Regions from separate parts of the Mus musculus genome. Here all the other regions are linked to region 6. The links are chromatin contacts, called in public Hi-C, HiCAR-type and HiChIP or PLAC-seq maps. All regions are on one chromosome and are shown on one strand. The core of a region is the stretch at or near the end of the contact, and the rest is flanking DNA. Distances in the headings are between cores, read along the strand shown. Region 1 holds the start of Atp10a (ATPase, class V, type 10A). Region 2 holds the start of Herc2 (HECT and RLD domain containing E3 ubiquitin protein ligase 2). Region 3 has its middle 110 kb from the start of Gm39019. Region 4 holds the start of Ube3a (ubiquitin protein ligase E3A). Region 5 holds the start of Nipa1 (non imprinted in Prader-Willi/Angelman syndrome 1 homolog (human)). Region 6 holds the start of Gabrb3 (gamma-aminobutyric acid (GABA) A receptor, subunit beta 3).

Region 1 (4,341 bases), core at 1,219-3,718, 1.1 Mb after region 6:
TCATTCCTGCTGCCCACAACAATGCCAGGGTAAATACCAGTGATGAAAAGAGGCTTACTGGACAAGATGGGTTCAGTGATCTTCCCAGGACCCAGGACCCAGAACCCAGGTGCCATTAAAAAAGTACAGAGATTTGAGGGGCAAGCATTGGCCAGGCTACGTCACAGCCTTGTTTCTTGTCAAGTAAGCCTAAAGTCTATGCATTCGTCTGGTGGGCAACATCTAAGCTCAAAAGTCCCACAAAACCTGGGATTGTGTACATGTGTATGTGCATGCATGCATGCGTGTATGTGTGTGTAAGATGAGCTAAGACCAACTAGAAATACTGAATTTGGATTGGTTAAGAGTATGTGAGAGAAGATTCCAGACTGGTGGGGTAGTGTGACTCACAGAATCTTGGAATCTTAGCATGGAATGTAGACGGGGGGACACGGTCTGTTCTGAGAAGGGTAAGGAGGCCTCTCACCCTGGGGTTGGCAGGGACTAGAAGGTGCAGAGTTAAAGCATCTGGTGCCAGTTCCCCGAGGTCCTCAAGGGACCTTTGCCTGAGGAGTCAGCATTTGACTTTGAAAGCAACGGGGGATTCCTAGGAGCTTGAGGGTAAGGAAATGAAATAAAGTGCTCATGTGACTACATTGACAGTGGGGACTGAATGAAGCACAGATCTTAAAAGGGGGTCAACTGACTTGAAGGCTGTGGGGCAATCCTGGAATATCTGTAAAGACAAGCGACCGCCAAGGAATGAAGGAACTGGCCGACCTGGAACTCCACTAGGTTAGATGATGGAGTTGAAAGCAGAGTCAGGTGTTAAAGACTGGATTTTCTCCTAATCTTTGGCTTAGGATTGTCAACCCTGAGATGAGAGTTCTTTTGGGGGAAATGCAGACACTTTAGCCCAATGTTTTTCTTATCTTGGTTTCACCCTTCAAATTTGAACCTCTTACTGGGAGTGGATATTTGATAGGGAGGGAAATTTTCTCTTCTCTTCTCTTCTCTTCTCTTCTCTTCTCTTCTCTTCTCTTCTCTTCTCTTCTCTTCTCTTCTCTTCTCTCTCTTCCCTTCCCTTCCCTTCCCCTCTCCTCTCCTCTCCTCTCCTCTCCTCTCCTCTCCTCTTCCCTTTCATTCCTTCTCTCTTCCCTCCCTCCCTCCCTCCCTCCTTTCCTTCCTTCCTTCCTTCCTTCCTTCCTTCCTTCCTTCCTTCCTTCCTTCCTTCCTTCCGTAGCTGTTACTTTACTCTTCTAATGCTGGATTCTATTGACTACTATGGGCTTGGTCAAGGATGATAACCTCCAATAGCTGGGTAGCATGTGAACCAAGGAGCACAAGGTTGGACACCCAAAAAGAGGGATAGGAAAAGACAAGTGATTTTTCAGTAAAGCCAGATCAGGACCCTCAGAGGAAGTACCCAAAGCTAGCAAATGGTGCTGAGGTAGGGAGAGAAAGGAAGGACTAGCCTGTTAAAGGAAGAGGCTAAGGTCCTCAAATCTGAACACAAAGTACCCCAAAGTTATTTCTCATTTATTTGCCAGCCATGCTCTCCTAGACCACAAATATCCCCATTTCTCATCTCTGTATCTGTAAAGAGGCACACGGAGTGGAAGTTGTGGGCCCCTACTTCACCTGTAGTATGCTTCCCAGCTCCTTCCAAAGTCACCTTCAATTTCCCAATATTCAATGTATGTAAACTCCTCTCTCCCATCAACAGGAAAGGAACCCTTTGCTCACATTCCCTCAGCTGCCCATCAGGCTCCCTCTCTGCCCAGTCTTTTTCTAGATCTCTAGAACAAAACTGCCCTAGGGAATCTCAGTCCTTGTTTACCAGGCAGGGAAACAGTGACCCAAATGTTTCTTTGGATCTATATTATAATCTTCTCTTCTATGAAGAAATTTAAAAAAAAGTCCTATTTGGGGAACAAAGAATGTTGAAGGTAATTCTAGAAAAAGAAAATTTCCAGTTCACCAAAAAATTATATCTGAAAGTAAGTGCAAGCTGGAGGGTAGGGTGTTTTTTTGTTTTTTTTTTTGTTTTGTTTTTTTTTGGGGGGGGGGACAGAAATAGTGACTTTATGGAGAGTACTTAGGTGGCAATGCGCTTTTCAAAACATAATTTGGAAACTGGAAAATCGGTATACTAAGGATTCTGGGTTTAACTTCAAATGACCCAGCCTTGAGGAGGTCCTAAACCAGCTCTCCAGACAACATTTCCTGGTCCTGGATCAAGTCTGTCTGCTCTAGTTAGAGCGCGCGGGCTAGGAGGGGATGGGGCGAACTGATACTCAGTCTTCCTCTCTTAGTGGCACAGTGAGTTTGCAAACTCTCTGGGACTAAACTGGATGCCTCAGAGAAACGAAAGTAAAGCTCTCTAAAGTTTCCAGCGCGGGCTCTTTTTGTTTCCCGCTATCCGCCCAATCTGAATCTGGGCGCTGAGTGAGGGCGGGGCAGAGGAGCCACCTCGGCGGAAACCGCCCAGGCCGCCTGGGTGGCGGGAGGGGACTGCGAGGGGAAGAGCGCCGAGCCGGCCCGCGACCTCCTGCCCGCGGGGACTAGTAGACCTGGAAGTCTGGACAGGCTGCGCGGGCTGGGCGGGGCTCGGCACGCTGACTGTGGTGTCTGTGCGTCCCGCAGGAGGGGAGTCCGCGCTGCCGCGCCCGGGCGGCGGGCGATGATCACCTAGGAGGCTGGCGCGAGCGGCAGAGGAGCCGGGCGCGGCGACACGCGGCCATGGAGCGGGAGCTCCCGGCGGCCGAAGAGTCCGCATCCTCGGGATGGCGGCGGCCGCGAAGAAGGCGCTGGGAGGGCAGGACGCGCACGGTGCGCTCCAACCTGCTACCGCCTCTGGGCACCGAGGACTCCACGATCGGAGCCCCCAAGGGCGAGCGGCTGCTGATGCGCGGCTGCATCCAGCACCTGGCCGACAACCGCCTCAAGACCACCAAGTACACGCTGCTGTCCTTCTTGCCCAAGAATCTCTTCGAGCAGTTCCACCGCCTAGCCAATGTGTACTTCGTCTTCATCGCGCTGCTCAACTTTGTGCCGGCTGTGAACGCCTTCCAGCCGGGCCTGGCACTGGCGCCTGTGCTCTTCATTCTGGCGGTCACAGCCATCAAAGACCTGTGGGAGGACTACAGCCGACACCGCTCGGACCATGAAATCAACCACCTGGGCTGCCTTGTCTTCAGCAGGTGAGCCAAACTGAGCATCCGAAAAAAGGGTGTTGAGTGTGACTTGCACGAGTCCAGGATGGCCCGCGGAGTAGCCTGGGCCAGGTGAAAATCATTCATCCTCAAAGATGCAGGGGTGCACACAGGTCCCCTGTTCCAGATTAGCACTAAACTTAATTTCTAAACTAGAACGAACCAATGGTTGGCATCTGGTTGCACGTGTTTAGTTTCATCCACATCTGCCCTTACCCTATGCCTAGAATATGATCACCTGAAGTCCTGGCCTCAATCCTTGGCCAAGTCACCATGGCATTTAACACACAGGAATTTATAGCTTGGTCTTAGATAATAGATGTTTTGGGACAAAAAGTTCTGATTCATCGGGCACAGATTAGATTGAAGGTCAGGCAAAAACAACAGTCCATCCATTTAAGTTAGCTATGATCCCGCCACAGTCTGGGTACCATTTTTTAGTCTCCTTGCTCCTTCTCCCTGACCCTGCCGGTGCCCCTCTCTCTCCCTCTGTCCTCCTTTGCCTCTCCTTTTCTTAGGCTTCTTCTTTCTCCACCTTGCTGCAGTGTTTTTGAGATAGGATCTCAATGTAGCTCAGGGTGATGACCTAGTGATGAGCTTCCTTCCTTAGTTTCCCCAGTGCTGGGACATGCCACGAGCCATCTTTTCCTTCCTTCCTTCTTTCCTTCCTTCCTTCCTTCCTTCCTTCCTTCCTTCCACCCCCCCTCTTTTTCCTTTCTCTTTCTTTCCTTCTCTCTCTTTTTCTCTTTCATTAGTTCTTTTTAAAATTAATTAGTTAATTAATTTATTTTTCACTCCAGATTTTATTCCCCTCCTGGTTACCCTTCGACTTTTCCACATCCCATACCTTCTCCCACCCTTTCTCCACAAGGATGTCCCCACCCCTCACCCCACCAGACCTCTAAATTTCATGGGGCCTTCCAGTCTCTTGAGGGTTAAGTGCATCTTTTCTGATTGAACCCAGACCCAGCAGTCCTCTGCTGTATATGTGTTGGGGGCCTCATATCAGCTGGTGTAGGCTGCCTGGTTGGTGGTCCAGTGTCTGAAAGATCTCGGGGGTCCAAGTTAATTGGGAAATTGGGACTTCTAGTCCTCCTACAGGGTAGCCCTCTTCCTCAGCTTCTTCCAGGTTTTCCCTAATTCAACC
Region 2 (3,918 bases), core at 1,063-3,562, 1.5 Mb before region 6:
GATTTCAAGAACCCTTTTTTTTTTTGAAAAAAAAAAAAAGTCACCTTGCTGAGCTACTCTTGTTTTATTCATGTGTTCTTTTGTGTGACACAAGATTATTTTACTACAAACTAAAACCAGGTCCTCTGTAAAAGTAGCCAATATTCTTAATGTCCAAGCTATCTCTTCAGCCATGTATATTAAATTACTAAAGAATAGTTTCACCTTATCATGTTCTTAAACACAAATATCCTAAAGATGATAGGAGCCAAGTTATGAAGAATTTGACAAGGACAGTCTTCCCGAGGGACTGGAAGATAGACAGCTCCCTGGTAGACATGCACAAGAGAAAGGGGACCTTGGAATATTAATGTATTTTTTCTATTGAAACATTTAAGATAGCTGACTGCCTGCTTTCTTTCTCCTCTCCAAGATAAAGACTTAGTGGGTTTTTCCTATCAGAGAGACTGTTCAGTGAGAATTTCAAATCTCCCACTAACAGGGTGTCCAGTATGGAGAAACAGCCAGCCTCCCTTTCTTTGTCTAGATTATACATTTCCCTGCAATAGCCCAAACCAGCGAGTTTAGAGAGATAGAACTACTTATTGGCAAAACATATGAAGATTTTGCCTCTGACAGAGACTATCTTTGGGTCCCTTCTCTAGTAGCTCACTCTGTCTCTGTGTATTTTGTACTTTCTTATCTCCCTCTCTGTGTTTCTGGTTTCAAGAAATCTTGGCTGAGTTTTGAGACCTTGCTTTTCCTGCTGCCTCAATCTTCAAATTGACAAATAAACACACACAGACACACACACACACACACACACACACACACACACACAAAACCTCTGCCATCCTAGACACTTCACCACATTGCCTCACTATGGTTTGAATGTCCCTTCAGATCTCCTGTTGAAATATTACAGTTTTTGTCGCAGTATTAGGAGGTGGACCCTTTAAGATGTGATCAAGTCAAGTAGACTATGCCTCATGGATCAAAATGATGTGTTTGCTTGGTGTATTCTTGCCACACATGGGTTCTCTTGCCTCTATACCATGCTATGCAACATCAGAAATGCCGTCACCAGATACCAGTGCTATGCTCTTAGACTTAGCCTCCAGAAGTGTGAGGTACAAATGCCTGTATTTATTATTCAGTCATGTTGTTACAGCAACACAAAATGGACTACAAACATCGTTTTTTTAGAGCTAGCAGACACAGTTCTAAAAATGTACGTAGGTAAACATGCTTCAGTATGTGGAGGGACGAAGGGTGTCTTGCATGAGAAGGGAGCCTAAGGGCCAGAGATGCCTCCTCGGGTGTTACCTTCTACTGGTAATTATGCTGTCATGCCTCAGGTTCAAAGCCCTGTCCACCCTAACTGTATTTTGGATGTGGTTGAATTTGAAACCTTGTTCAGATACTTTTGAGTTGAAGCAGAAGTAAATTAGAGTCACACAGTCTTTGGGAGGTGTGATAGACTGTGGATCTTTTATACTGCTTCCTGCTGCTTGAAACAGAGATGTGATGTCTGAGCTATGGCAAATCCCTTGACCCTTGGGAGTGAGTTTGAAGATACATACCAAGGATGACAAAAGACAGGTATTTTAACGTTGCAACTGGGCCACCATACCACTGTGGCATATCCCTCATTGCTGCCTTCTAACACGTGGGAAAAAAATGAACCATCGTATTTAAAACAACAAATCGCACCCAGTTCCTATTTCAAATGTTCTAAGTCCTTTCTTTGCCTTCTCATGGAAAAGTTTAATTTCCACATGCTTGAAGATTATGTTATGTTTTATTTGTAGTTATTTGATTATTCCATGATGATCAGAGAACATATTTTGTGTGATTTTAATTGCTCTTTTCTTACTCCCGCACCCCCATTCCCCCAGGGTCTCTTAACCCAGAATTCACCTGCTTCTGCCTTCCTGGTGCCAGGGTTAAAGGCGAGTACTACCAGGCCCGGATCAATTACTTTTTCTTAAATTTCCTCTTCTGTCCACTGACTCAAAGGCCAAAAGGACGCTGTCGTTAAAGCACAGGGAGCCTCGAGAACCTCGTCCCGCTGCAAATACCTTACCAACTTCGGGTCCCTGGAAGCAAACACAGTCTGGGAAGGGTTGGGACTGGGCAAGCCAGCGTGCGTGCGCACAAGTCCCACCTCCCGGCGTCTGCGGTTGGCTCTCGCTGAGCGGGTGAGTCTCAAGAAGGAAGCTGAGTCGTGCTGAAGGAAGCGGAAGTTGGGGGAGGGGCGTGCGACGCTGCTCGTCCATTGGCTGAAGCCGTCTCTCACCCTTGCGCTATTGGGCGGGCGCAGCCATGCGTCAGCGTGCGCTTCGGGCCGCAGACTGGATCGCGAGCGCCGGCCGGCTCCTGCAGGGAGTGTTCCCTCAGCCGGCTGGCGGAGCAGGCGGCGCCAGGGCTGGCCGAGCTGGGCCGAAGGAGGGCGGAGGGGCCGAAGACGGGCGGCGCCAGGTCCGGGAGAGCGGGGCCCGGAGAGCGGCGGGCGGAAGGCGGGCGTTGGCGCGGAGGAACCAGGGCCTGTGCGCCTCGGAGGCCGCGCAGTCACGGCTGTCTTTTTAGTATTTAGGCGATTGTTGTAGATTTATCTGCAGACATGACTTTTGTTTATTTACCACACTCCGCCGGACTGCTGTAGGTATAGCGGCTGATGCACACTGGTGTCATTTGTCGTTGCGATAGTGAGTTTTTTTTCCTGACGTGTGTCTGTGTGTGTCCCTTTGGATTTAAAGGAGTGGGATGACATTGTGCAGTGGTCGCCGGTGACCACTGTAGGTCCGGCCGGCGTATTGGGAAATCCCAGCGACTCTACCTCTATTGGAAGTGGTATTTCCCTCCCTTCTCCCGTTCTGGGGCCAGCTTTCCCTCTCATCCCTCATCCTCTCGTCCCCTCCCCCAGCTCTCCTTCCCTGTTTTATGTTCTGTCTCGGCCGCGTTAAACAGCAGGATGGTGTAAATAGCAGTTTAAAGAAGCTCGAGGGCTCCAGCGTTTGTGTTTGACTTGCAGGTCTGACCACCCGGAGGAAACATGCCTTCTGAGTCTTTCTGTTTGGCTGCCCAGTCTCGCCTTGACTCCAAATGGTTGAAAACAGATATCCAGGTGGGGTGAACATGGTTTTCTCTTTTCTTTGTGTGTTCCTGTCTCTATAAAAAATGTTTGCTTGAGGAGAATGTGTGAGTGAATGGCAATTAGATCTTGTCTTAGGAAGATTATTTCTTATAATTTACAATGTGACATTTATTATGACTGTTGAAGAGATGCTATGTGGTTGTGGCTTAATTGAAGTTAGTTGTAAGTGCAAGAAACTTGAGATCCAGTTATGCAATTTTTCAGTATTTTTATTCTGGAGGCTTATTTTTATTTGTTTATTTTTTTAAGACAGGGTTTCATATTCCCAGGCTGGCCTTGAACTCCTCAGTGTAGGTGAGGATGACCTGACATCCGATCCTTTTGCCTCCACCTCTTGAGTGCTAGCATTGCAGCACCTTAACACCTTGCTGGGATTATGTGGTATAGTTAGGCAGGTATTTTACCAGCTGAACTCCATCCCAGGTCCTGCCAACATTCTTAATCAAGACTTGACTGTTGTTTGTTTCTTTTTCTTTTTTTCCCCCCTCTTATTTTTAGAAAGGGTCTCCCTGTTAACTCACTGTGCCTGGCTGGCCTCTGCATCCTGAGTCCTGGGATGAAAGGCATGTCCTGATATTTTTGCTATTGATTTTGTATGTCCTGATACTATGCAGGGAAGCAGGAAAGTGATATGTAGTTAGCATTTTCTGCGATTTTGTATTTGTTCTCCCGGAGAGGTGACAGTTTAGATGAGCTGTTGGTTTTATATGTCATCTGTAATTAAGAGAAATGCTCAGATTTTCACACCAGGAACAAGAGAAACAGAATGCTGGCTTGTGATG
Region 3 (4,133 bases), core at 1,338-3,837, 1.3 Mb after region 6:
CACCATAAATAAAATAAAGGAGGGGATGTTGGCTACTTGTCTAATTTGAAGAACTCAGCTCTTTATTATAAACATATCATATGAAAAACACCTGAGGCCTCCTGACAAAATCATCTGTGCTCTTTCTCTTACTGGGTCAAAATGTAAACACAAGCTTGAGGTCTGGATGAATAATTAGTATTCCTATCTTCTGGGTTGTAGGTGGCCATAGTGGCTACTACTATGGAAGATTTGTCATTCTTGCCCCCAACTTAGAATATAAGGCCCTGGAGCACAGGACAGGTTTGACTTGTTATCCAGAAACCCAGAGGAAACATAATGTGAGCCTTCTCTTCCCCAGCACATCTAGCATATCATGATACTAGATGCCTCATGGCCAGGCACACTACGTTGACAGCTTTGACAGAGTGTCTCAGGCCAGAGAATGGTTATCAATACTCATCACTACCCTCTTTTCATAAGCCTAAGGGGAATGATTGTCCAGGAAACAGGCAACTTCTTCTTTTTCCTGCAAAATCTTGAAGCAAAAGATAATGAAAATGGTCAGGCCCATCTCCATCAGCAACTTCCTGTATAGATAACTTTAGGACTGCTAAATCTCATGAAGTAGAAAGGCATCCTAGCCTGGTGCCTGAAAAAGAGTAAAGAATCCCAGTGAAAAATGTACTTCACACCAAAGAGAAGCACTAATATCCACATATTATTCAAACACAAAGAAAGGACATCTTAGTGTTTTACTACTTGTGAGATTGCTGACTATGGCAGCCTTATCAAAGCCTGCTGGGAATGTTATATAAACTCTTCACTGGAAATAGTCACAGAAAGCATAGCAAGCACTTCAAAACAGGATTGCGGCCTCACATCTCTGTCCACTGTGGAGTCATGATCACCTTTACTTAGGAGGCTGAAGGTATCGTCCAGCTGCTGAGCCCAATTCCTTGTTCTGAGTTCTCATTGCACAAACTAAGATGTGAGGAGTTACCAGAGCTGTTCAGAGGTAAGGAGAATGTGGGGTGCACAATGAAGACCCTTCTGCTAGAAGTGCTTTGTCTTTCTGGTTGTCATTAACTATACCTCAATGGCTGTTTCACAAGAGAGGGAGCTGTACCGTGCCGATACTCAGGAAGCCCTACCTATCTTGGCTCTTATTTATACTTTTTCACAGAGAAGTTTCTGGCACAGAGCTACCTCTCCCCCAACACTCCCCAGTGCCTGTAGAAAAGCTGCATGTGCTGGGAAATCAGCCTGCAGGTCTTCCCCCTTCTCATTCCATGGCTAACTGACACAAAGCATGTTTCCCTGGCAGATGGTCTGAGAATTTATCTCCCTATAAAATTAGCTCCGCAACAAATGTGTCTGCCCTGACTCGGAAGCTCAAAATAACCCATTAGAGCCCAGGTGGTCATAAATCTCTGTCCTGTGTTATGGCTCACAAGAGTGGGAAACACATCAGACTTGAACTTCATAGAGGAAAGTCCTGCTATTTTTAGCCCCTGCCTTCTCTCAGAGAAAACAACATTCTTCCAGCTTTCAGGCTCTAGAAGAGCTGCCTTTAACCCTTCAACTAGCCTCCCTAGAAATGCTCCCAGGCCTGACCTTGCACCCTTGAGTGCATGCTTTATGTCCTCCATAGCAGTTACCTCCTCATGGCACCTGCTTGTTCATTTTTCAGGTGTTTATTGTCTTCCTGTTATCCCTGAGTGAGTAAGGATCCTTCTGAGAACACCAGAGAGAGGAAACTGTATTCTTCATGGTTAATTAAGGGTGTTTTTTTTTTATGATTGTCAAAACTTGTTTTCATCTGTGTATTAAATAGTGCCATTGCACAACAGGAAACATACATATTTCATGGGACCTATTTATTTATAAACAAACAAACAAATAAGTGCACAGCGTCTACCAGCTTATTAGTGGACTGGATTTTCTAAGCATACATTATTACATTATGCCTTTTAAAGTAGCTTTATAAAAGAAGGTTTCTTATGCTATATAACCTTTAACTTTTTTGAATCTGTAAGATTATCAAAATCCCCTCCTCTGGGTTTTTTTCTGGAATCATGCCCTGGAAGCAAGCCATCATAATTTATTGCTTAAGATGACATACATTGCTTTGTTGCTTTCAAAGAAATCTATGATTATAATATAATATTCTTCTGTATTGAAAAGGGGGCTGGATTTTTGGCTACATCTAAAGGTACAGCTGTCTTCTCCTACTCCAGGGGCATCTTGTATTTTCCAGCACTCTCTGCACACAAGGCAGAATATCTTTGGGAGCCTGCCCCAGAAATCCTTCCCCTGATAAACGTCCCCAAGGGCTATCTTGTGATCCTCACAAACATAGTACAGATTTTGTGGATGGGCGTTGGAGTTAAGAAAACACCCAAGCATTTGCTGTTGTCTAGTGCACAGATTAGAATAAGCCAAAGCTGCTGAGCTGCTTTGATTTTTTTTCGTTGCTATGCTCAGAGCCCCTGGAACACCACTCCCAACGGTGGATGAAAAATCGTGCCTCTGCCAGCCATGAAGTGTGAGGCTCTGAGCTATTTTTGGCTTCATTTTCTCAGAGGGCTGGTCACGTGGGGCTGCTGTCTGCAGCTTTCCTGCTGGTATGCGGCAGAAGCTGTATTGATTCATTCCTCCCTCCTCCAGTGCTTCCCCTTTTCTCTTTTCTCCCTCTCCTCGGGCGGGCTAGGAACTCACCAGAGAAGAAGGTCCCAGTCAGAGGCTCCAGAGAGATCTCTTTGAATAAGAATACCATTTCTTACTCCCCAGGTTTTCTTGAATATACATACATATGCATATAGCTAACATTTATTTTAATTACCATTTAATTTTTTTTTCATTCGTAGCTCACTCAGCATTGCAGGGTGTAAAAATGTAAATGCTGAGCCCCAGAAATGAAGTACATGTAGACCTTAGAGAGTTTTTCTCAACCCCCTACAAATTATGGTTTACATAAGGAGGAAATAAGGGCGGGGGAGTCAGTATTAAGTACTGGAGGGGATGGGAGAGAGATACAGAGGGTCAGGAAATAGAATAAAAATATGTAGCAGTGGGAGATGAGGGAAACAAGAGGCTCCCAGGACCCAACAGGATGACTTTAGCGGAAATGCACAGAGACGGGGTAGATAGAACCTGTAGAGACCAACTCCCTTGTGTGAGTAGCCAATTTTTATAGAATAATTTCTAGAAAAATTTCTAGGATAATTCTAATTTGCCTCTGTATCTATTTTCCTATCAACTTAGAAGGAACAAATTGAGTTTTTGTTTGGGTTTTTTGTTTTTTGTTTCTGTTTTTGTTTGTCTTTTCCAAATGTCCTTTCTGACATCTCTTCAAGGCTGCTCAGTCTCTATCCTTGTCCTCATTTCCATACCACTTCACCCTGCACCCACTACAGCTTCTAAGGTAGCTCTCAGCTCTGCGCGTGAGCAGCCTAGAAGACCTCAGGAGAGCAAAAGGCTTCAGAACTACCACAGATATCCCAAGACTGCTTGCCCTCTCTTGAGGCTAACAGGGCCTGCTCCCTCACTGCTGAAGTCCGGCCTGTGAAGACTGATATTCTACTCTTCAGGGCTAGAGCAGGACCCTGCAGCTTCTGGCAGAATACATGGCAAAGCCAACTTCAGTGTCACTTGAAAGAAGCAATGAGGCCTGTGCTTAAAGGTTGGATGCAATGCTGGAGTTGATCCTTCCTAGATTCATATTTCTCTTAAAAATTACTTTTAGTATTATCATTAGTTTCTGTGTGTGTATGCTATATCAGGAGTGGGGTACACATGCCCTAACATGCATGCAGACGTCTAAAGACAATTTTACACAGTCATTCTTTCCCCCTATCTTTATATGGGTTCTGGGGATTTAACTGATGTCTCCAGGCTTGTACAACTAGTGCTTTTTCTCACTGAATTCCCTCACTGTCCCTCAGACTCGTGTTTCTAAGTTCATGAAATTAAATACATCATATGACAATGGAAACCAATTTCGTTGTAATAATAAAATAGCTTCTAAAAGACAAATAAAATTTGCTGTACAGAAATAAATGTACCTCAGTAAAAAGCTAAATAATCTATCTTTGGGTTTTATCTGTTGCAAGTTTGGACAGACAATGTTTCAAGATAATTGCAATAACCAT
Region 4 (4,300 bases), core at 388-2,887, 1.6 Mb after region 6:
AAATGATAAATCAAAATACATGAAGTCCTGAACATCAGAGGCCCATATAAGAATACATATTGAACATTAAGTAAATAATTTCTTCAGATTGTTAAGAGAAATTAGTATTCTCCATGATCTCCATATAGAACTTGACTGGCACTTGGATATGTATTTCCTTTAAACTTTTAAGCTTTTTAGAAGTCTGGGCTGCTGGCTACATTTTGATAATTCACATGACTAGACCATGACCTTTCATTTTCAGACTTTTATTTAGGAGTGAATAGCTGAAAGCGTCTTCACATGCTGCAACAGTTTATGTACTTTACTTTTCTTAGCAGTCTAATGATTTTCAGTTTTGGTTTTGTATTTAAATAGTTTGCAAAGATAACTCTTTAAAGGGTTACATTTATTACTGGCCCCTTTCATATAATACAATGGTATTCCAAATGAGGATCTTTAATGGATGGAGAAAAAAAAAGAATAGAAAAAATTTAAAGTATCTTAAAATCTGATATAACAGTTGCACTTATTATTTATCCTGTAATAGTTTACACACACACACGCCTATTATTTTTTAATTTTAAAAAATTGCAAGCCTTTAATCCCAGCATTCAGAAAGCGAATCTCTGAATTCAAAGCCAGCCTGGTCTACAGAGTGGGTTCCAGGACAGCCAGGGCTTCACAGAGAAATCTGTCTTGAAAAACCAATAATAAAAATATTTTTTATAGTGGGGAGATCTTTCATATATATATGATGTGTATATATATATACACACACATACACACACATTATAGGAGCTGTAATAAACAGAAAAGCACATTAATACATGTGATTGTTACATTTTGAGCACTAGATGATTAAGGCTTACTAAGTTGCAAGCCAGGAAATAACATGTCAGCTAGTCTTTATAATAATTTAGTGTCAAAATCATTAACAACAAACCTAAGTTAAACCCTCACTCCGGTACCAACAAGTCACATGGCTCTAACAGGGTTCGGGTGTTCTGTAAATCAAAATTAGTCTCTATCCACGTGTGATCAAGCAAGGCGGTTTCTTCTCAGTTGACATCTACTGGAAGACAACACAGGAGGGGCTGGGCTTTTACCTACTAGTCTGGTAAGCCAGTGACATATCATGTTCTGGCAGAGGCTGATGGCCTTGTTTGCTGAAAGGTTGCCCAATCTCAACGCCTGAATCCTTTACTCGGACAGTTCGGATGAAAAGTCGTAAGGGTCAGCTCTAGCAACAAAACGCTTCTATGCCTCCTCGTGCCGCCAGTAGGCTACACCCTCTTGGCCTATTCGTCCCTCTGACTCCTGGGCTTTGCTAGGCTGGGTAGACCTGTCCGCTCTCGCGAGTACACCGAAGCACACTGGTCTATAGATTGAGTAAAAGGAGCAGAGGCTAAAAACACCAAGCCTCTCTCAGCCCAGTCTCAAGATGGCGACGATGCTGGCCAGCTTCCACCCAGCCCAAGGCCATCTCCCCTTCCCAAAGGCCCCTGCGCCGCAGGCGAAGGCGAGCTAGAGGAGGGCCCCACAGAGCTGCGATCGGGGCGGGGCAGAGCCCGTCGCCATCCCACGCACGCGCAACCCCGCCTCGCATCCCGCCTCCGGACTCCGAGCCCTCGCCCGGCAGGGTTGGCGCGCGCTGCCTGTCGGGATACTCGGTCCGCCCACCTAGTCCTCTCGTCCAGTGCTGCGTTCGCGAGATCCGTATTTCTCCCAAGATGGTGGCGCTCCTCTTTGGGTGACTCCAGGAGACGACAGGGCCTTTCGTCTTTGCCAGCACCTCGTCGCCCCTCCTGCGCTCGCTCTCTCGCTCGCGCACCGGGCCACGCAGCTGTTCACCGCCTCGTTACGCTTCTCTTCCGTCGACCTGTCGCTGACGGTGGCGCCTCCTTCTGCTTCTCTTCGGAGTTGCTCGCCGCCCTCGCCCCCCACTGTGGACAGATCGCGACAGCAGCGCTTCAGCGCCGACTTCAAGGTTGCCCAGGCGCCTGGCCTCTCGGCCTCGGTTTCCTGAGGAGAAGCGCGGGTCCCGCATGAGACCCGGCGGTGGCGCCAGCGAAAGGGAACGAGGCGGTGGCGGGCGGCGGCGGTGGACGAGGGCGACAAGGACCAGTGAGGCGGCCGCAGCTGCGAGGGCCGCAGCCCACGCGCGGGGGCGAGGACAGGTCAGTGCTGCTGCGGCTGCGGCCTGCCCGGCGCGCTCCCTCTGGTCTGTACCGCCGGTCCCCTCGTCACCCTCCGGCCCGCGCTGACAGGGTAGGCGCCGGGCCCTCACCCGCCTCCGTGAGCGAGTGCTTGGGGCGCGTGGTCTGGAGGGGCCGGTGCCAGGACTAGGCCCTGGTGGCTGCGGCTGCTGCAGCCTTAACTGTCAGTGCTGGCTGGACGCAGGAGGGAGGGTTTTGTCACCCACGGGTACCCGAGTGGGCCCGGGGTGGGGCGGACGTGCAGGGCGTCGAGATCGGGGGCCTCATCTAAGCAGAGATCGGAGAGCCAGCCGTGGCTTCAGGCTGCGAAAGGCAGGCCTTTTCCTCCAAAGGGGCGCTCTGGTGGGGAAGACATATTTAGATGTGTGCTTAGTGGGTTGGGGTATTGGGGGTGGATTGGAAGGAAGACGGATGAAGCGGCACCTCAAGCCCAAGGATTGCGCTCTGGTTTTATTCGTGTGCTGCTTCTGGTAGGATTCAGTAGTTGAACGTGAGTTACTGATTCCTCAGAAACTGCTGTGTTAATTTTCAATGCAAACCTGTAAGCAGTTGGCCTCCTCCTCTTCTCCCCTCCCCCTTTTCAGTTGAGAAAATGAAAAGGACGTTTTCCCCATTTTGATGCGGAGGCTTTTTGTTGGAAGAATCAGAGTTGAATGTGCTATAATTGCGTTAGCCTTAAAAATAGAAAGTATAATTTTAATAAGACTTTATCAGCTTTAGAAGAATCCTCTAAAGACAATTTTACGTCAATTTTTTTTATGTCTTTTGAGCATGCTAAAATAGAACAGTATAAAATCTCTTTGGGATTGCGTTAAATAGCTAGTGTACTGTTGGAAATGTTAACTAAATAGTATATGGGATGTGTTATCCACCATTATCTTACTTCGTGAAGGATATTCGTATAACCCATGGTTTTGGGAGAAGCAGCAGATTATGTTAAAATGTTTTGGATAGGGAAGTGCGTTTGAAATAAAGATGGCCTGAACTTTAAGAAATACAGCTGTTAAAAAGCTAAATATCAAAGCCCTATTGGACAAGAGACACGACGAATGTTTTTGACACACCTCAGATTAGTTAATACTCTTAAGATATCTTTTTGGTAAATTATGTAAATTTAGAATTGAGGAGAGATAAAAGGAAAATTTTGTCTTGTTATGTATGACAGAAATTGCTTTAGTATTAAATTCTCCTCTTAAATAGACTGCTTACTGCACTTTTAAGGAAGTGGATACTGCATCTGTATTGCTGATAAGCCTAAGTAAGGATGACTGTAAATCCATAAATACTTAGCTTTACAAAAAAGCCATGTATCAGAATCTGTAATAAAAATGAGAACTTCAACAATTCGCAGTCTATCGTTTAAGAAAGATACAGCACATAATAAAGATGAGATGACTTGTAGTTTTGTTTTCAAAATCAGAATGTAGGTTGTGAAATAATTTGTGTCAATATTTACCTTGCATGGTGTGTTGTGAAGTGGTATACACATACTTCTTTGGATGTTGCTCTTCATATAACTGAGGAGCTTAACTTTGAGTTTAGAAAATTCCTTTTGTATGCAGGTTTTGTAGGTGGCTTTTTTATCCCTGAAATAGCCACCATCACCCTTTTTTTTTTTTTTTTTTGAGAAAGGGTCTTATGGTATATCGCTGGATGACGTCTAACTCTCCTCTTGGCTTTGTCTCCAGGGTTCTGCGATTAAAAATGTATACCACCAGGACCGGCTATTTACCCTTTTTATGGTTTTAAATTAGAAAAATGTGATTTCTACCTGAGACAAAACTCATTCTATTTGATTCGTTTTTTTTTTTTTTTTTTTAACATTGCATTCATTAGGTATCTATAATGTCTCTGACATGTAAATTTTATTCAGTTGTATTTCTTAAACATTTGTGTCTTCCCTCAAATAATTGCAGTAATAATTGTTTCTCTCAATTTTTATGAACATTTTCTTTTTAATTGGCCATAGCTATTTTTTTTTCTGTTCAAGAGCTTAAGATGATCTTTTCAAATGTCCTTTAAAAAAACCAACACCTTAAATGAATGGTTACTGGTATATTATCATTTATTCTAATTAGGTTTGTTTGTTATTATTGATAATA
Region 5 (3,994 bases), core at 83-2,582, 1.6 Mb before region 6:
GCCCAATTTTAGTGCCTGTACACATTGACAGTCTCCAACGTAGTTGCCTAATGTATACCAGATGTGTTTGTACATTACAGACACATCTGCAGGCTTGGGAGATCCTATTGGTTTTTTATTAGGATTGCAATGCTTTCATTTTGAAATAAATTTATTTAAATAAGCATTACTGGTTTTGTACTTTCGCTCAATATTTTCAGTTCTTTGTCTCTTTTCTGAAGCTTCCTGGCTACCCAGACAGCTTAGTCAAAATTTCAAACGTGTTCTGGAATTGGAACTAGTAAGTGTATTTACCTCTCATACACTGGCAACCAGCTCGTTACCCCTAGAGCCCTTGAGGTTGTGGCTCCAACCACAAGCCTTTCTTGGTTTCTCTGAAAGCAATGTTTACTTTCCCCGTCAAAGTATTCTGCCTCTTACATGCAGTGCCTGTCACAGGCCTCTCAACACAATGACATGGCATGGACAAAGAAGGTCTCTGTGCCTTATCCCACTTCCCTATCACTATGGAGTGATATCTGATGATGGGTTGACCCAGGGCATCCTCAGTAGGGGGGCCCGTTTGCATGCCTGTTTGATGTTTTCTTCATGCTTTAGACACTTCAGACAACCACAGGTAAGTTATCTAAGGATCCCAGGGCAAAAGCCGCCGGGAAGATCAGACCTTGCAATCAAGGTGACAGTGGGCACCTCAATGAAGACAGTACATCCTCTGGACCCACCACACACCCTTACTTCTTCACACCACCAAGTGTTCTCCCAAGAGCACCCCGGCCCAGTCTAAGTGAAAGGCAGGCCTGGCTCCACCCACCTCTGGATCCTATGAATAGGAAGCTCTGCCTGACAGTAGGTGAGTGAGGGCCTCTGGGCATAGGGCTCCAAGCTGAGCATCTGTCCCGATGCTCTGCTGCGGGGTAGGGGTTGGAGGACTGGACAGGTATAGGAACGGGGCAAGATGTCCGGTGAAGGGCTCCTGAAAGAGTGAATAAGGCCTCCCCGGTCGCAGAGAAGAGACAGAAGGAGACCGCGTAGAATGCGGAGGTGATGCCTGCGGGGTAGCCAGGGGAGCCGGCCCGTGCTCTGTGCACAGACACCGGCAGACGCGTGGTGCGGACCCCGGCCCGACCTCGGCCCGCCCTACCTCGCCTTTTAGCGCGCACAATGCCCTTCTTCTGCAGCACGAACGTGGACCCGTTCACTAGGCTGGACACCACAGCCACGCCCAGGCCGAGCGACACGGCGGCGGGGCTCGGGCCGCGCGCCCCCTCCCCGGCCGCCGCAGCCGCCGCCGCAGTCCCCATGCCGCCCGCGCCGCCCTCCGCTGCGCGTGCGCGCGCCGCGCCCCACGGGCTTGGAGAAGGAGCGGCGCGGGGCGGGGCAGAGAGGGAGCCGGAGTTCGGGGTCGGACTGCGAAGTAAGACAGGGGTGGGAGCGAGCTTAGGGGGTGGATGGGAAGCATGCAGTGGGATCAGAGGAGGAGCCGAAAGGCTTCTGCGGTCTGTGTGGATAGTATAATAATTCCGTAGAGCGTGCTGGTGCAGCGCCTGGGGCAGAAAGCTCTGCAGTACCAAGAGCCCTAGGGCGTCTGGTGGGGATGGTCAAGCTGTCCCCAGAGGAGCTCAGGTCTTCTAGGAACTCTGTTCTGTACTACCAAAGAGATGCTTTCTTCTTTGCTGCTTTGCTCCCTGGGAGGTCCGCTACCTTCACTCTGGATCATTGACCTTGTGATCATACTGTAGTGTTTCATTTTAATTCTTAATAAAGTATATCAAGATTATAAGGGAAAGTTATTTTGACTCACTTCGCCAACTCTCACTTAAGTATTCTGGGCCATTCCCACGCTTTCAAAGGCAATGCACATTTTTTTCTCTTTTATTGAGTGTTATGTAGCAATCTATTTCCATGTTATCACACAATTATTGTTTTAATAGCTGTGTGATGTCTATGAAAATATATTGTATCAAACCATTCATCAGATTGTTGGTTGTTAGGTTGCTCCAAGTGTTTGTTTCTCTATTCTATAATCATGCTATATTGAAAACTTAATTTAAAAAAAAGTTGGTTTAGGAAGTATACATGTCTTTTTGAAACTCTATAACGCAGTATTATTGCCGAAGCAATATAAAATTGGACTATTTATGCACTGAAACTACTGAATGGTTAGCCGCGCAGTGTGTTGAAGGCCTTTAATCCCAGGAGGCAAAGGCAGACAGATCTCTGTGAATTCAAGACCAGGCTGCTCTTCAGATCGAGTCCCAGGACAGCTAAGGCTACACAGAAACCCTGTCTTCAAAAACCATCCCCACCAACACTCTACTAAGCCAGTCTACCGTTGTTTCCTTCCGGGTGATAATTTACTCATAAAAGTCACCAATTCTGTCAGTGAGGCAAATGAAACCACTGAACTAGGGTAGTAAGATGGTTTTTTGGGGACAAACTGCCAGGCTGATTCAGACTGGAGAATAGCATCCTGCCAAATGAGCCTTGTCAGATTTATGGGGAGGAGACCTGCCGGCCAGACAGTCTGAGAGTTGGTGTAGGGACTTGGATCTCTTACAGACTGAGCTGATCAGAAACCAGGTGACCTTTCCCTGAGGTCAGGGAAGAGCGAGGGAATTTCTGTCCCCCAGAAATTGAGGAACGCTGAATTTAGGTTCCTGTGTACTCAATAATAACCTTTCTGTTCACTGGGTAAGAACCTGGCCTGGTGTGAGCGGTTGTCTTCGGATATTGTCAGCCTGCTTTGTGACCTAACTATTTTAACCATTTTTATATGTGCACTCCAGTGGCAATAGTTATGTTCCCAGTGCACAGCTGCATTTGCCACTATTCTCTTTGGAAACTTTTCCATCACTTTCATTTCTACATCACCGCAAGCCAAGATAGACGGCAATTAGCTCTTAGTGTCTGTGAATTTGCCTATTCTGGCTGTTTCACATTATGGTGAATGTCCCTGGTGACTAGCCTATTGCTTGGAGTATATACTCAGGGTTGAAACACATTGTACCACATTTAATTTTAACAACTTCATTCCTTTTTTACGCATGAGTAGTATTCAGTCATATTCATATGTAGCATTTTGTTAATTTATCTGCATCTCTTTTTAAAAATATTTTTACCTGTATGTTTGCCTGCATGTATGTGTGTGTGTACTAGTTGTGTTCCTGATACCTGTAGAAGTCAGAAGAGGGCCCTGGTTTCCCCGGATCTAGAGTTACAGATAGTTGTGAACTGCCACATGACTGCTGAAAACTAAACCCAGGTCTTCTGCAGGAGCGGCGAGTACTCTTTATGGCAGAGCCATCTTTCAGCTCCTTCTTGTATCTTTTAACCATTGTGAATTAAGCTGCAATGAAGACAGGTATAAAAGTTTATATGAAGTGTCTGCTTTTTAAAAAAATGTTTATTTTTACTAGTAACTGTGTGTGTGTGTGTGTGTGTGTGTGTGTGTGTGTGTGTGTGTGTAGGCATATGTATATGTGTGTATCCTTGAGAGCAGGTACCTGCAGAGGCTGTTGGATCCCCTGGAGCTGGAGTTACAGGCTATTGTGTGCTACCGTAGATCTGGGAACCGAACTCAGGTCTTCACAAGACCAAAGCATATTCTTAATTAAAAAAGGGATCTCTCCAGCCTATTATTATTTTTTAATATCACAAAGCTTATTTTTTTGACCACTTAAGTGCATATGATTCATACAGATACACATGCATATATGTAGTTAAAAGTGAAAAATTTTTTTTTAGAAAACGGACGCTTCATATAAACTTTCACACTAGCATTCATTCATTTGCAATGGTCAAAATACCATTATTTAAGCTTCTTATTTTCTAAATTACTTTTAAGCCAAGGAGAGTAGTATAATTCCAGGACTCAGGAGACAATGAGAAGACAATTTCAAGTTCTAGGCCAATGAGGCTGTCTCAAAAAGGATCTGGGGATGTAGCTTAGTATCAGAGTACTTGACTAAGCTCTAGATTATTGTTAGCACAGAAA
Region 6 (4,090 bases), core at 1,291-3,790:
CTGCAGTGACCAAGAGGGTGAGCACATCCTTGGCCCATGTAACTTGAATTGCAGTGGTTACATGAGTGTGTGTTTTTAAAGTTTTTCCTCTTTTAAGATGATTTATTTTAAAGTGGTATTTTTAATGATTTACCAGGTGGTTCCAGACTTAGCCCAGATATCCAGAAAACATATCCCCAGGCAAAATGTAAATGGTACTTCGGTATTAAGTTGTGCAGCAGCCATGAAAACAGGAGTGGAAGGAAAAGGGATTGAGACCTGGAAAGGGAGAACAGGAGGATTTGCCAGCACCAGGCCAAGTTGCATCTGAGGAGCTGGGAGGTATAGCTCATAGGATCTGCTTTGAGAGACTGAGCCACTCTTCTTAAGAGGCAATAAGAAGTGGCCAATATTGGCCTCTTCTTTCAGTTGGCCGAAGATCCATCCTAGGACCACTGACTTGCTGGATTTTCGAGTAGGGCCATTTGGAGCAGGAAGTATTTTGTACTCTTTCCTCATCAGTTGAGAACATGGCCAAGATAGGAAACTGACAGCCTGCTCCCATCTAAGGTTGATCAGAGCTGCTGAAGAGTTAGGTGCTAGGGTAACAGCTGGTGATTTATGAGACTGACAACCCCAGAAAGAGATGGAACGAGATCGAAGGCGGACCACAATGACTAGTAATGCTCTTCTGCCAGCTATAGAACATTTAAACCAGTAGGGAGGAAGACAAGGCCCTGCAATGGCGTTAGCTGGTTCACATGTGCTCTTCTGATCATTATTTATTTTTCATAGTGATGGTTCCCAGCAGGATATATCCCTAAAGTTAGTACATGCAAACAGGAGACTGGTTAACCAAAAATGTGTGTCTCGATGAAGGTGCCACTTTGCAGACAGTTCTAGTGCACACTATCAGGACACAGAATACAAAGCACTTATGAATAGACTTTTCCAGAAAATAATTAGGGAGCTATATTTATCTCTGAACCTTCCAGGTAATGCAGTCACATCTACAGTTCTATAAATAAAACTGCTGATTTTCAGAAAAGCAGAGATATTTAAAATTAATGCACACATAAAAAATGCCAGCTTGAGAATAAAAGTCTAGATTTAGATATTTACCTACATTAATCTGGTAACAGAAAAAAAAAAGATATAGGAGAAAAAAACCGAGCCAATACTGGAAAATAGTCATATATTACTATGCACTCACCGCATCCTGGACGCCTAAACTAAAGAAATTAGAAACAGACCTGATTTGTGGGGCTCCCTGTTTGACGCATGGTTTAACTATAGAAAAACAGGCAACCCGTGTCTACAGGAGAGTAGGCACTCCTTAGGTGTACAATAGTGACACACGGGTGGGGCAAGCACCAGTGGGTGTACTCTAGTGATGTACAGGTGGAATGTGCACTAGCGAGTGAACAGTGGCGATATAAAATCAGAGTGTGTACCAACTGGTGCTTGTTTTTGACCAATATTCCAGCAGTTTTCTAATGACTACTAAAGAATGGAGTCCTGTCACAAGGAAAACAAAGATATTTACCTTCAAATAAGGGTGGATGTATCTGGTCTGCACCAGAAAAGGCACATTATTTCTCATCTTCATAATGACAAGCTAGGGTCTCTTAAGTGTGGCTTGAATTGCAGTTTTTCGACAAGATTTCTCTTTGCGGTTCATTATGAATGCGTTTATGTGAGCAGGAAGGATTCGGCACTCACTTGGTTTTGCAGGAGAGGCACAGCTTAAGGAGACTGCTTTTCATAGTCATATTTGATAAATAGATAATCTTGCCGCCATGCAAAGGGCTGGAAGATGGGTCAGGCGGGAAAGCCCGCGGGTGGGGGTAGGGGCGGGGTAGGGGGAGGCGGGGATCCCCACGTCGCCGTTGGTTCCTAGCTCAGTGACGGTAGAGTGGAGCAGTTCCCACTCAGGTTAGGCTAGAGGAGCAGCGCCATGTGCTCCGGGCTCCAGGCCCTGCTGCTGCCAATCTGGCTTTCCTGGACCCTGGGGACGCGAGGATCTGAGCCCAGCAGGTGAGGATGAGGCTACCTCAGAGCTCTGCAGCTTGGATCCGGACCAGGCAGAGCGCCAAGGCTCGGTGTGAAGCCCACTGGCTCTCCCGCTGAGCAGGGCGGGGGTTGAAGGTGGAGGGTGGGATAGGGCGAGGGATGTGGAGCACTTCCTATGTCCCTGGTGCCGGTGCGTTGCACTCCGGGCCCCATCCTTCGCCCGGCCGTTGCAAGCTCTGAGGACTTGGCTCCGTGGCCCATCCCCCGCCCTGCAAGGCGCCACGCAGTCGTGGCCCTCGCCCGCAGTGTCCAGCGCGGATCTGCGGCCGCACGCAAGCCCTTCCCCGGGAGTCCGGTGCGGCCGCTGCCGCGGCTTGGGAGGGCGCCGGCGCCCCGGAGCGACCGCGGACCCATAGGGGGCGGGTGCTGTTCTTGTCCGGCTCCGCCCCCGCCTCCGCCCGCCCAGCGCACCCGCGCCAGGGCTCCTCCCTCCCGGCCCGCTCCTCCCCCCTGCTCTCCTCCCCCTCCCCCTCCGCCTCCTCCGCTCCGGGCCAGCGCGGCGGCGGTGGCGGCAGCAGCAGCAGCAGCCCCGGCTGCGGGTCGCGACGGCGGCGGGGCGCCCCCTCCCCCGTGCCGGGGCGCGGCGAAGGGATGTGGGGCTTTGCGGGAGGAAGGCTTTTCGGCATCTTCTCGGCCCCGGTGCTGGTGGCGGTGGTTTGCTGCGCTCAGAGGTAGGGTCGCTGGTGGGTTGACGGGAAGCGGGCCGGGCGCGAGCTGGCGCGCTGTGTGCGCGCCGGGCGCTGGCGGGTGAGCCGCTGCCTGACCCTGTTCTCTGTGCCATGTGCCCCTCCTTCAGCGTAAACGACCCCGGGAACATGTCCTTTGTGAAGGAGACGGTCGACAAGCTGTTGAAAGGCTACGACATTCGCCTGAGACCCGACTTCGGGGGTAAGTGGGATGCGCGCGACCGCTGCGGGAAGCGCGATCCACCGTGTTGGCGGTCTGGGTGGAGAGGGAGGCGGGGGCGGCCTCCGCGGAGCTGCAGCGGGGTGGGGTGGGTGGTCCTTTGCGAACCCCCCAATCCTCAGAGCCACCCGTACCCCCTGCTGGAGCCTGGCTGATCACGGTGTGCTGCGCTTCCCGCAGGTCCCCCAGTCTGCGTGGGGATGAACATCGACATCGCCAGCATCGACATGGTTTCTGAAGTCAACATGGTGAGTGCCTGCGCTTCCCCAAGCTGTCCCAGGCCCTATCCGGCCGCCTGGGCCCATACAAATCTCCCCTGTTGGGCTGGAGGCCCGAACCGGCCTTGGCTTCCTGGCCCGCAGGGGAAGCCGCGCTCTCTGGCGTTGGGCTCCTGCCCGCCCTGTTCCCTGCACGCTCGTGGGCGCCGGGCCTGTCGCGGGGTCCTAGACTGGCCCAGAGTCCGGATCCTCAGCGCTACCCGATGCACCCAGGCATTTCAGGAGAGCTGTCACCTGGTCGCGAGGCTTCCAGAGTGCTTTCTCCCTTCCCTTAGCAACAGGCGCTGAGCGCTGTGAAGAGAGACTGGGTGTGGGGGCGGCTTGCATCCCCAGGTGAAAGGTACTTAGGATTTCCTTTGTTGTCATTTGGAAAGAGCTGCGGATCGCAGGAGAGAAGAGCAAGTGGTTGTAGTATGTGTCTAGAGGCTTCTTTGGTGGGTGTCCCAGCCTCAGCCTCTGTTTAGAGGCCCGGCTTCCTCCGCCGGGCGCTGTCCTAGGTGCTGACGGATCCCTGACCCGCGCTCTGGAGGGAGGCTTTGCCTGGGCTCTGGAAGATTGGCATTCCAGTGTCAGGGTTTATGTATGTGCTGACAAGAGTCAATATTCTGACATGTGGAAAGAGGAGATCAGTAGCCCTACAGGCTGAGACGGTGCTCCCCCTCCCCCCTTAATGCGCCAGAAAATAAGTAGCTAAGTGATGCCTTGACTTTAGGAAACAGGTTTCATTTTTCTGTTAAGTGGAACTATAAAAATTCTAAGAATGGGTGTTTGGAAGCAATATTTTTCTAGAACAATCATTTGGCAACTTTTCTTTTGGTCAAACAATGCTGAGAATATGAGTTTGTATGTTTTTC

Evidence for each region. A called contact is a pair of places that touch in the nucleus more often than the background predicts. HiCAR-type assays count read pairs that join an accessible place to other places. HiChIP or PLAC-seq counts read pairs in DNA pulled down with a chosen protein or histone mark.
Region 1: a contact with region 6 is called in a HiCAR-type map of astrocytes, with 4 times the contacts expected there. The contact joins the promoter of Atp10a here to the promoter of Gabrb3 in region 6. A contact is called at or near these places in 1 of 39 promoter capture datasets (stem cell-derived epiblast-like cells), 1 of 484 Hi-C or Micro-C datasets (embryonic stem cells) and 6 of 115 datasets of contacts at active chromatin or transcription factors (astrocytes, embryonic forebrain, embryonic hindbrain and 2 more).
Region 2: a HiCAR-type map of astrocytes shows a contact between it and region 6, with 3 times the contacts expected there. The contact joins the promoter of Herc2 here to the promoter of Gabrb3 in region 6.
Region 3: an H3K27ac HiChIP or PLAC-seq map of stem cell-derived neural progenitor cells shows a contact between it and region 6, with 12 times the contacts expected there. The contact joins the enhancer-like site here to the promoter of Gabrb3 in region 6. A contact is called at or near these places in 2 of 39 promoter capture datasets (embryonic stem cells and hippocampal neurons) and 6 of 115 datasets of contacts at active chromatin or transcription factors (VIP interneurons, astrocytes, embryonic forebrain and 3 more).
Region 4: a contact with region 6 is called in a Hi-C map of cerebellum, with 2.1 times the contacts expected there. The contact joins the promoter of Ube3a here to the promoter of Gabrb3 in region 6. A contact is called at or near these places in 3 of 39 promoter capture datasets (cranial neural crest, hippocampal neurons and second pharyngeal arch cranial neural crest), 4 of 484 Hi-C or Micro-C datasets (cerebellum, embryonic stem cells and reprogramming fibroblasts) and 10 of 115 datasets of contacts at active chromatin or transcription factors (astrocytes, cardiomyocytes, embryonic forebrain and 5 more).
Region 5: a contact with region 6 is called in a HiCAR-type map of astrocytes, with 5 times the contacts expected there. The contact joins the promoter of Nipa1 here to the promoter of Gabrb3 in region 6.

What each region holds. Positions count from the first base shown.
Region 1 is chr7:58,655,734-58,660,074 of GRCm38.p6, forward strand. Atp10a (ATPase, class V, type 10A) reads left to right here and starts at 2,469. Exons shown (of 21, transcript NM_009728.2): 1 at 2,469-3,182. The coding sequence starts at 2,722.
Region 2 is chr7:56,047,843-56,051,760 of GRCm38.p6, forward strand. Herc2 (HECT and RLD domain containing E3 ubiquitin protein ligase 2) reads left to right here and starts at 2,313. Exons shown (of 93, transcript NM_010418.2): 1 at 2,313-2,460; 2 at 3,014-3,106. The coding sequence starts at 3,035. It overlaps Gm34121 (predicted gene, 34121), which reads right to left and starts at 2,208. Exons shown (of 3, transcript NR_166588.1): 1 at 1,900-2,208.
Region 3 is chr7:58,841,709-58,845,841 of GRCm38.p6, forward strand. No RefSeq gene overlaps it. Among named protein-coding and RNA genes, the nearest start is that of Gm39019, 110 kb to the left of the region's middle. Within about 2 kb of position 2,588, at least 251 of the 459 cell types and tissues checked have an H3K27ac peak or open chromatin away from gene starts, as enhancers often do. A contact at or near this core is called in VIP interneurons, astrocytes, embryonic forebrain and 4 more, where this site is marked.
Region 4 is chr7:59,227,113-59,231,412 of GRCm38.p6, forward strand. Ube3a (ubiquitin protein ligase E3A) reads left to right here and starts at 1,638. Exons shown (of 11, transcript NM_001033962.2): 1 at 1,638-2,159.
Region 5 is chr7:56,018,268-56,022,261 of GRCm38.p6, forward strand. Nipa1 (non imprinted in Prader-Willi/Angelman syndrome 1 homolog (human)) reads right to left here and starts at 1,333. Exons shown (of 5, transcript NM_153578.3): 1 at 1,142-1,333. The coding sequence starts at 1,301.
Region 6 is chr7:57,588,633-57,592,722 of GRCm38.p6, forward strand. It overlaps Gabrb3 (gamma-aminobutyric acid (GABA) A receptor, subunit beta 3), which reads left to right and starts at 2,541. Exons shown (of 9, transcript NM_008071.3): 1 at 2,541-2,723; 2 at 2,849-2,940; 3 at 3,139-3,206. The coding sequence starts at 2,644. It also overlaps a transcript of Gabra5 not described here.